2 separate regions of the Mus musculus genome follow, and region 2 is linked to region 1. Evidence: chromatin contacts called from public HiChIP or PLAC-seq data. All regions are on one chromosome and are shown on one strand. The core of a region is the stretch at or near the end of the contact, and the rest is flanking DNA. Distances in the headings are between cores, read along the strand shown. Region 1 holds the start of Cdca7 (cell division cycle associated 7). Region 2 overlaps Map3k20 (mitogen-activated protein kinase kinase kinase 20).

What was found. HiChIP or PLAC-seq counts read pairs in DNA pulled down with a chosen protein or histone mark.
Region 2: an H3K4me3 HiChIP or PLAC-seq map of the SCID.adh cell line shows a contact between it and region 1, with 23 read pairs. The contact joins the enhancer-like site here to the promoter of Cdca7 in region 1. A contact is called at or near these places in 2 of 39 promoter capture datasets (maxillary cranial neural crest and pre-B cells), 5 of 115 datasets of contacts at active chromatin or transcription factors (the SCID.adh cell line, T-cell acute lymphoblastic leukemia, bone marrow-derived macrophages and 2 more) and 1 of 9 other capture datasets (pancreatic islet).

The regions. Positions count from the first base shown.
Region 1 is chr2:72,473,093-72,478,164 of GRCm38.p6, reverse strand. Cdca7 (cell division cycle associated 7) reads right to left here and starts at 1,946. Exons shown (of 9, transcript NM_025866.3): 1 at 1,854-1,946. The coding sequence starts at 1,874.
Region 2 is chr2:72,374,027-72,379,216 of GRCm38.p6, reverse strand. It overlaps Map3k20 (mitogen-activated protein kinase kinase kinase 20), which reads right to left. Exons shown (of 20, transcript NM_023057.5): 8 at 497-583. Among named protein-coding and RNA genes, the nearest start is that of Gm52556, 25 kb to the right of the region's middle. Within about 2 kb of position 2,381, at least 10 of the 459 cell types and tissues checked have an H3K27ac peak or open chromatin away from gene starts, as enhancers often do. A contact at or near this core is called in the SCID.adh cell line, where this site is marked.

The sequences.
Region 1 (5,072 bases), core at 697-3,196:
CATGGCCCCCAGAAGGCTTGAGAATTCTAAGACCTGTGGTAGAAGTCAACAGTAAGCATTTCTAGCAAATAAAGGTCAAGTTAGTCGGAATTATGAAAAAACTCCATTCATTTTAGCTTACAGCCTTGTACTGTCCACTAGAAAATGTAACCAGGACAGCCTATTTGGCCATTTCTTATTGACCCAAGTTGGGCCAGCCCCACCAGAGTGCCCAAGGGTGTTAGGGAACAGAAAATGCCTAGATGTTGGGAAAGACTTCCTTCCGCACCTAACACATTACATTTCAGTCTCTCGGATACAATAAAATGATTTCCAAGATGTTGGTGGCCCAGCCTCCACATCATGTTCCTAAGTAGACACCAATCAACCATTTGTGTATGCTTCTGATATCCTAATGGCAGCAATGTGTGGTATTCGAGAGAGCTACCAAATATTGTATTTACAACAGTAGTTCGAGGCGGTGGGTGGAGAGTTAGGAGTTAAAAGGGATTCAAAAGTCTGCCCAGGTTTCTGGTAGAGGAAGTCCAAGGCAATAAGGTGCAACAAAATGCAAAGAACTAAGAAATCCCCAAAACGGCACACAGCTCCTTAAATGACTTTAATTCTCTACACTCTACTAATCAATTTAACTCCATGTCAGCCTCAGGGGAGGCAGTCAATCAAAAGCCATCAGGAAAAGAGGCTAATCTTTAACAAGCCAGGACAGGCCAACGGTCAGTCATTCACCAGGCAAGTATGTCTTCGATGGAAAAGACACACAAAAAAGGAGAGCCAAAGGTCGTGCCTGGGGTGAACTTTTTTGGCAGATGTAACTCTTAATTCTGTTTACGGTGAGTGTTCTTTGACGGCAGATTTGGTACTGATGTTCGCTTAATTCTTTGCAGCGACGTTACCATCACTTAAATAAGTAAGAAAACTGAAGTGCGGAGAGGTGAAGTCGATTCCTCCAGTCAGGTGTCCAAATATGCACCAAGGCAAGCCAAACTCCAAGCCCATTTCCCCACGCGCGGAGATCCGCTATGAGACCACGACTCCGTCTACCCACTCAGACCTCGCCACAAGGGCCCCCGAACCCGATATTTATTTGAAGCACGTCACTGTCTTCCTTTCCGCCCATCCCCCCACTCTTCAACCCACTCCAGGGCAGGACATAAGTTCTGGCTTCCGTTGGAGCAAAAAGAGTTACGTTCCAGCTCGCAGCTGCAAGCCGGGAAGAAAAGGGTGGGACGGGTGGGGAGTTGGGGGACGCAGGGAAGGTTACTAAACGGTCGCGGCACACGACTTGCATCGCTGGGCCCCAAAATTGCATCTGACCACAGCCTAGGACTAAAACAATACCTCCCCCCACGTGCACAACCCAAGTTCTCAAGAAATGCTCACAAGGCCATCTACGCTAAACCCGCAGATCCAGAGTGGTTAGAAGGGGACGCAGAGCAAAAGAGGATCGATCCCAGGGCCACTAGTGCACGCGTAGGTAACAACGCACTCGCCGCCAGCGGGTCGTGCAGGGTGAGGTCCCAGAAGGTGGAAGGCTGGGATACGACCGCCAGACAGGATGGCCAGCGGCGAGTCCCAGGCCTCCGCGCGCACGTGGAGCATGAGCGCCCGTGCCGCAGGTTCCGGGAACGCTGGCAACTCCGTGCGCGCCGGCGGGCGCATCACCTTGGCCTTGAGTTATCCTGGGTGCAAAGATTATAAGAAAATCGATCTGTGATTTCCCTCAACCTGGCGACAATCAGGAGCGCGTGGGACAAGTGAGCGGAGCTAACCCGCGGAGTCGGAGGGAAGTGGCCCGGACCCGCCCGTGTCTAGCACCCACCAACCCCGCCCCGGTGCACCCGGCCGGGCCTCACCCGCGCGCGGCGAGCCTCCATGTTGGCGGCGGGTACCCAGGCACTCGGAACGGGGATAGTTCGTCGGAACACACCAGCACTCAGAGCCCGAACAACCCGAGCTCCGGGACAGAGGCGGGGCGCGCACTCCGCCGCCGGAGGGGCGGGGCCACCGGCTTTCCCGCGCCGGGACGCAGGTCCTGCCAGCTAAGATGACCTCTTTAGCGGTACCCGAAGCGTCCCAGCTCTGGAAAAAAATAGAAGCGGTTCTCGTGGTTGTAATAACCTTGAGTGTCCTCGGAAACTGCTGAATGTTCTATGAAACAGTGGCGTTGTGGGAACTCAGTGCCACTGGCTTTTTATGAAGCTGCGCGGTCCTGGGAAGTGGCGCGAAAGTGGCTGCCGAGGTCCTGAGACTGGCCGTCTGATTTGCATACAAAACGGGAGATTGTAAGGCTGGTAGAGCCTCTTACTGCGTTCACACTTTCGCTGTAGTTTAATCTCTTAAAAATGTTAAAGAACAGAACGGGGATACCACCCACAAATATCTGAGAGCATAGCACCTCTTATCTAGCAACCACACCACTATCTATATGTAGTCAATAGACCAGTTAAGTCCTGTTGCTTCAAGAAAGATTCCGGCGTGGGTTTAAAAATAGCCCTTCAGTTGAGTAAAGCCTCTCCGAAGGGTAAAAGTCTTTAGAGCTTTATCTTTCGGAGATAAAAGCTGCAGGCGATTACACTGTGGATTGTCCATTTTTCTCCAGGCAAAATTGGGAACAACCAGAGCTAGTTAGAAGATCTTTCTTTCTTTCTTTCTTTCTTTCTTTCTTTCTTTCTTTCTTTCTTTCTTTCTTTCTTTCTTATAGCCCTTCTCACTAAGACCGGCACAGGGATGAAACGAGGCTCCCCTGTTTTTAAAGAGTAAAACACAGGGGGAAAAAAAAAAACCCAAACAGCAACGACCGAAAAACCTTGGGTGCTTTTTAAAAGAGCTTTAATTATAATCATAGATTTAAAACATTTCTTGAAGTGTAAGCATTCCCCCTTATTTCAAAACTTTTCTCTTAGTATTGATGTTGCCACAGTCCTTTTCTGTGAAGAGAGCATGCGCAACACACACACACACACACACACACACACACACACACCTCTCTAGGTACTGACCATAAAGACATAAATAACCGAGGAAGACAATGGATTGGAAGGAGCTGCCCAGGGGTCACCCTCCCTCTGTGCTAGAGACAAAGAACTCCAGTCTCCAACTTAGGCATCAAGAGAAGCAGCTAATTGATTTGTTTGGCAAAATTCCTGGTAGCAGCCAGGAGTTCAACCAACACTTGTTGGATGAATAAGTATGTGGATGGAGACCTAAAATTGTCCTTAGTACAATGTTCTTGTGAATATGGTTTGTGCAAGTAGAACTGACCATGTGAGGTCACAGAACGAAGGGGGCATCCGGGCCACTTTGCCTGGGTAATGTTCTACACTGAGCATTTTTACTCTTCTTGGAACAGGCTTGTCTCTCTGTGCTCCTGCATTTCTTTTTCAACGAAATCCAATGTGAGCCCAGGACGTGTGCATGTTGTTTCCTTAAAGTTTTCACTTCTGTGCTTGTGTGTGTCCTGCAGACAATGTATATCCTCTGGGCTTCACCATCAGGGCGGTTCAAAGTCCTGCCCCTAACTGAGTGCAAGGTTGTAAGCAGGTGCTATTCTGAGTACTGAGGATACAAGGTCCAGAGAGTGTACACTCTGATGGAGGAGCAGAGATACAAAAGAGAATTTCAGGTATGATACTTTGGAGGAGGAGGAGGAGGAGGAGGAGGAGAAGGAGGAGGAGAAGAGAAAGAGGAAGAAGAGGAGGAGGAAGAGGAAGAAAGTACAGTGAAAAGCTGAAGACAGGAAAGGAACAATGCATACTTCTACAATAGTTATACAAGCTGGTGATATACAGCCAGAAATCTGAGTGGTCAGAAAGGAAGCGACAGGAAAAAAGTACTAGTTTCAGGCAGACTGGCATCTGGTTCCAGAACAGTATGAAGCAGCCAAGAGTCCCCATCTCTACTACTGAAAGTCAGGAAAAGAGGAAGAGAAAGTAGACATTTGGAGCTTCCTAGCTATAAAAGATCTCTGCATTTATTCCAGGCCTGATAGAAAGACAGTGGAGGATTTAACAGGCTGGGGTGCCCCTGTTTGCCCCCATGGATGGTATAGTCTGGGGGGAGCAGCCAGCCAGGAGGGGGCGAAAACTGGGAATGCTAAGATACTGATGTCATTGTAGTACCCGGAGAGTGTTCAGATTGAGACTTTGTTTTGAAGTTGGAGCTAACTGGACCAGAGGAGGAGTAGTTGGCTCATTCCTATCAGTATAGTATATCAGGGCGAAATATTGCAAACCAGCGAAGTCACACTTGTGCTTCTGTTCCGTCATTGGCACAAAAGTCTGACACAAACATGGAGGTAAGGGAGATGAAGGAGAAATTTATTTGGCTCAGGCTTTCATAAAGTCTAGTCTATCATGACAAGAAGGTGTAGGGAAAATCAAACAGAAAGCAGAGTGCCTGTGTCACTGTGTCCTCTCTTCTGTTCCATTAAAGCCCTTAGCATGCAGAATGACACCCTGCGTGCTCGGGATGAATTCTTCCCCATTCATTTATTTATTCACTTTACATACCCTGCCCTTCCCTCCTCCCAGACCCCCACCCCAAACCCCAGTTAATCCTCTCTGGAAACACCCTGAAGACTCACTCAGGGGCACACTTCAATAATCCCCTAGGCACTTCTCAGTGTCACCAAGTTGACAAGATTAGCTATCACCACCCCCTCAAAAAGAAAAAAAAGGATATGACTACAGGAAAAGAACAGTGGCGTAGGCATGTAACAGGATTTAAACAACTGTTCAGAGCGGCTCTCTTGCATCGGTGAAGCTAGCTCCTCACACAAGGTTGAGGGGGAAAGCAAATGGCAAATGCCTCGGAGAAGGCTAACCCCTAACAAAATTGAAAAGCACAAAAACAGAAGAACTGTGGAAGAAGAAAATGTGAACAGGTGGAAGAAGATAGCCATTAACCCTCAAGAGAGAAAGGGAGGAAGGAGGGAGGAGGCGGGAAAGACTGGGACTGCAGTGTCACAGTGCTTTCTAAGAGGGAAGGAGGAGGAGGGAAAGGAGGAGGAGGAGGAGGAGGAGGAGGAGGAGGAGGAGGAGGAGGCATCGTATCAGGCAGGGTAGCAGAAGCTT
Region 2 (5,190 bases), core at 1,132-3,631, 99 kb after region 1:
CCCTTTTTGAAACTATTTTTTCTTCTTTTATTTTTGAAATTCTCATCTAAGCGACAGTTTCTTGTACTATAGTGGCTCCTGCTGGGAGAGGTAAGTTGAAGTAGCTGAAGGTCTCTTACAGATAGATCAACTCCCGGCCAGTAAAAAAGATGTCCTAAACGCAGGAGATGCAGTTAAACTGTTCCCCTACCTTGGACGCAATGGCTTCTTTCATCACTAAGAACAAACCCCCAGGTTTTACAATTGAGACTGAGAAACTAGTACAGTACTTGTACAATTTTTGATCTACGGCATCACGACGTGAAGCTGCAACAATTAGATGTAAAGGGTCCATTCATGAGGAATAACATCACTCTGACCCTTTGTGCTAGCTCCTACTGCTAATCTTTCCATAAGCGTGAACTTACTTTCAATTTGAAGAAGATGAAAAAGTCTTTTGCAAAACCCCAATACTGTTTTCTGATCTATGCACCTGAATGGAGAAACGGAGTCTTACCTCGTTTTTTTCCACTACAAGCCAAGCTACTTGTAATCCTTCCAAACCTTTAAAGGGGACCTCCCTTGTTAGCATCTCCCAGAGAACCTACAACAAAAAGAAAATGGGATTTTTATTCTGGTACTTTATATTGGTATATTACTGAAAATGTAGCCAGCACTTAATTGTATCCAATTACTAGACGTAGCCAACCATCTGTAGACTCTTCCACAATATATGTATATATTCATACACAGGACTTCTACCACATATTATATACTTTTAGTTCTTTGTATATAAGGAAAAAACTTGTTTTAGAAATTGGAGTGTCTACATTTATAATTTTATATTAGCGATTAAACATGATCTTACTTACCACTCTCCAGTTTTTTCACACATTCCCACAGACTAGGTTTTGTATTTTGTTAGAAAACAGACTTTCTGCCTTGAATCTCAGATATAATTTTTAGATAGTAACCAGGAACTCAACACAGTTTTTACAAGGTTCAATAAAAACAAAACAAAACAAAACAAAGTCCTCAGTTCAAATCACTAGCAAACTCATCTGCCCTATACTGATAGATACCTGTGAAATTCTAGCATATTATAGTTTGGACAAATTTCAGAATGAGTTATTCTAAGAGATCCATTCCTAAATACATATATTATGTCATATTCTGAAGTATAGTGCACATTTAACAAACATATAAGCTGACTGTGCATGAATGAATCTATGCATTCACCTTTGTGTAAAAGTCATGCTAAGTGCAGCAATGAACATCAACGGAAATGCCACAGAAAGGGAACTCGTTCTAGGATGGTGGGTTTAGTTATTCTCTAAACACCTAGCAGTGGAAATTTGAACACCCAATTGCTTCCCCTTTTTATTCAAATAGGCATCCAAAGAATTGGTTTTGGACAAAAGACTGGGTATGTAGCTCAGGCTAGCCTTGAACTCATGATACTCTTGCCTCAGCCTCCCACGTGCTAGAATTGTGTTAGCATGCCAGCCTGATACCACAAAGTGTAGTCTACCAGTACTTTGCAAAGCACAAAAGCAATTCCAGGTTTGTTAATAATCAGAATTTGACAAGCACTATAATTTATTGAGGGCCTAATGTGTTCCAAATCCCCATTGCACGTGTTGCCCTGATCATTATCAAGTCCTCCGATATCATCCTCAGTTTTTAGGTGAGGATAAGAGTTTAGGCAAGTCAGATGAACTTGTCTACATACATCCAGCTACCAAGCAGGCCAGCAGGGATGCAAACTGCTTTCGTACTTGGAGGCTGTGCTCTCATCCCGTGTTATTTTAGGGATGGGGAAGCTCCATTGCTGGAGGGAACACAACAGGCTGAGCTGTAGGTGCAGAGCCCAGGTTGACTCAGGGCGACGACTCGGCAAGGTAGGTTTGGTCTCTCTCTCACTGCAAACCCAAAAGCCTATTCCTAAAGACAAGTCTAGATGGAAGGCACAGCTCTATTCAAGGAAATCCTGTAAGCCTTAAACTGGATATATCGTCATTATATCCTCAGCCAGCCCGCTGTCTTGTTCAAGCCATAGCGTGTTAAATGAACGCTGGCAAATACAAAGATAATTAGCAAGAAAATCAGGGAAATTGGCAGATGCTCCTCAAGCAGGAGAGGAAAAAAAAAAATCCCTGAAGCCTCTTTGGGCTTTTAATCAAGTGTGTAAGGTACTTCCTCAGAAGAGCTACTGAATAATTCTATTTGAGTCACATGAGTGATTAGGAAAGGTAAGGGGCACCCCAGAAGGGGATGATGCTAGCTAGGGGCACCCCAGAAGGGGATGATGCTGGCTAGTGCAGTGTAAGCTCCGGAGGGAGGGGAAGAGTCAGCATAGGAATACAGTCACCTGGCCACCCTGCCTGTGCAGGGGAGAGGCAGCCCTAGGCTGGGCAGGAAATGAGGTCCCTCGATTTCCTGTGATCACCACTCTCTCTTAGTGCTGGGGACAGAGGATGAAGTGTGGGGAAATGGAAATAAGAAGGCAGCTTCAAAAAAGTCAAATGCTTTGGCCTCACAAACACTCAGGTGAACAATTCAGGCCTCCCCTTTCCGAAGTCTGGGGGCAAGCGCAACAGGCACACAAATGTGTGCACAGGTAAAACCTGCCTGGACTCTACAGAGTAAAATGCAGCCCCCGCAGCCCCCGAGACTCCGAGAGATCGGAAAGGAATTCATTCTTCACTTTTGTAGACCAAAATGTTTGGCTGGAAAAATATCAAAAGTCTAATCAATGAGGAGGTGTGACCCTGACACAACTGGACTGTGTCACTCCATCTGGGCCTCTGCATAGCTACAGTAGCCAAGGGATTCAAAACCATGGGGACAGAAGAGCAATGCCAGAGCCTCAGGTTGTGGAACCAAAACAAGGTCCAAATAGGGTTCGTCCCACTGTCAGTACCTCCCATAATTCCCCTTTAAGCCCCCAGATTTGGGGATGTACCCAATCGAAAGCAGAACAAGTTAGGGTGGAGATACACACACACACACACACACACACACATATATACACACACATTCAATAAAAATGACATTGACACAAGACACAAGAAGTAAGTTTGTTGAGGAAGTCACTTGGAGGTCTAAAAATACATTAAGCTTATGCCTTGAAATTCCAGTTCCAAGGATGCAGGCCAAACACTGCTGTGATCTTTCACCTTAAAAATATTTTCCAACTCATTGTATATCGAGATGTCCTTCCAGTTAAGCTGCACTCACAGGGAAAATTTCTATTTTCAGTTTACAGAACAGAAACTTGGATGTGGCTGTGTATTTCTGCCTTTTCTCTCACAAACAATAGGAAGCCATTACCTGAGCCAGGCTGGTTCTGGAACAGCGCTCTAGACAAGTTGCAGAGGCTGCCTCTTCAGCTCCTCGGTTGAAGCTGGCTTTGGCTGGAAGCTCCTAGGACAGTAACCCTTCCGCGCTGCCACTGGGAAAGCTTTGTCTGTGGAGGGTGACAAGCCCTGTGCTCTCTCTCACAAGGCTGCCTGTGCAGTGATCATGTACTAAGGGTGTACAAACATCTTTCTTGTAAAAGTTCTCCTTGGAGAAAGAACAACCGGCTGCCTAGCTCTGTTGCTCTGCTAACAACAAGAAGTGTCTTTGGAGGCAGCAGGAGACTAGTTAGTTTTGCCACATGTTCAGATAAAACTCAAGTTTATTAAGCGGAGAAAGACTAAAAACAAAACCAGGCCGCATTTTTTTTTTTTTTAGGGGGGGTGGTGAGTTTCAGAAATCAACTTTTTGATGGCCATGTTCTCTCAGCTATGACCTATGGCGCGTTTTACGTTAGAGCAATGCTCTCCCTTTGGATTCTGCATAACTGTATTGTTTTCTTAGGTAGCCACCACTTTTGAAGTTTGAGGTTCACAAATGTGTACGCCTAACATGGCCTCAATTGGAACAACTATGCACTCTCTGATGCCCAACCGACTGGGAACTCATAAATGCTTTGGGGGTTTTGTTTGTATAAATGGTTGTTTAAAACAACGGGTTCTGGAGAGCAGGGCTTGTACTCTCCCTTACACTGACGGTGCTTATTTAGAAGGGATGGAGTGAAAAGGACACTGTTGAATGTCATCCCAAGTAAGTTCTTATCGTGAAATCAGCAGGGATATACTTCTCTGAGGTTCTGCTGAGGCAACCCAGCATTCTCAAACTTCACTCAAAGAGAAACTAATAATGCCAGATGATTTTTATAATTATTTATTTCATGCAGGACATGCATGTGGTAGTCACACAACAACTTGAGAGAATCTGTTCTCTCCGTCCATGTGGGTCCTTCTAGGGACTAAACTCAGCTCATGAGGTTTGCCAGTAAACACTTTTACCCACAGCGAGCCATTTGTCAGGCCCAGATGCTGGGCCTGCTTTGTTGTTGCTTTGAGACTTTTTATTTTAAGTTTGCTTGAATGTATGTCTGTGTCTGACACAAGTATAGTGTATGCAGAGGCCAGAAGAGGAAGCCGGATCCCAGGGACTGGAGTTACAGACAGTTATGAGCCCCTATGTGGGTGCTGGGAACTGAACTGAGGTCCTCTGGAGGAGCAGCCATCTCTTCAACCCCCTAAACTGATTTTAAGGAGACAATGAAACATTTCTATTTCTGCCACTCAAGGGCAGGAAGGCTCTTGCATGAATTCTGAATTGAGACTGCTATAGTTGGGGGACTGGATAGTTGGGTTCTGAGCCACACCTGGTGTGTGGTGTAGGGTAGTCCTGGCAGTGTGGATTTATGTTGGGAAATGGCTTGTTCAGTGTCTGTTATATCACTTTCCCAGGCAGCAGGATGGCCCATGCTTTTAGTACCAGAGGCTAGGTGAGAGGCAGATCTCTGTGTGAGTTCCAGACAGCCCTGACCTACATAGAAAAGTCCAGGCCAGTCAGGGCTACATAGTGAGCCCTTGACTTAAAAGCAAAACAAAATAAAATCATCCTCCCCCGAAGAAAGTCACACAAGGTTGAGCAAAAGTGGGAGTGGGACACACGTGACTGAAGGCCTCACATGCACACACATAGAGATCCCTCTCTCAAAAGTGCTGTGCCGTCCCTGGAGTGAAAGGCTTTTTATAAACAAATGGAAAACCTACAGCTCCAGGAAGAAAGATCCAGGCAGCACTTACAGAAGTGCTCAGTGAGAACTGACAGACAGATTTAAAGACACAGGAGTGATCCTTAATGTTAGGA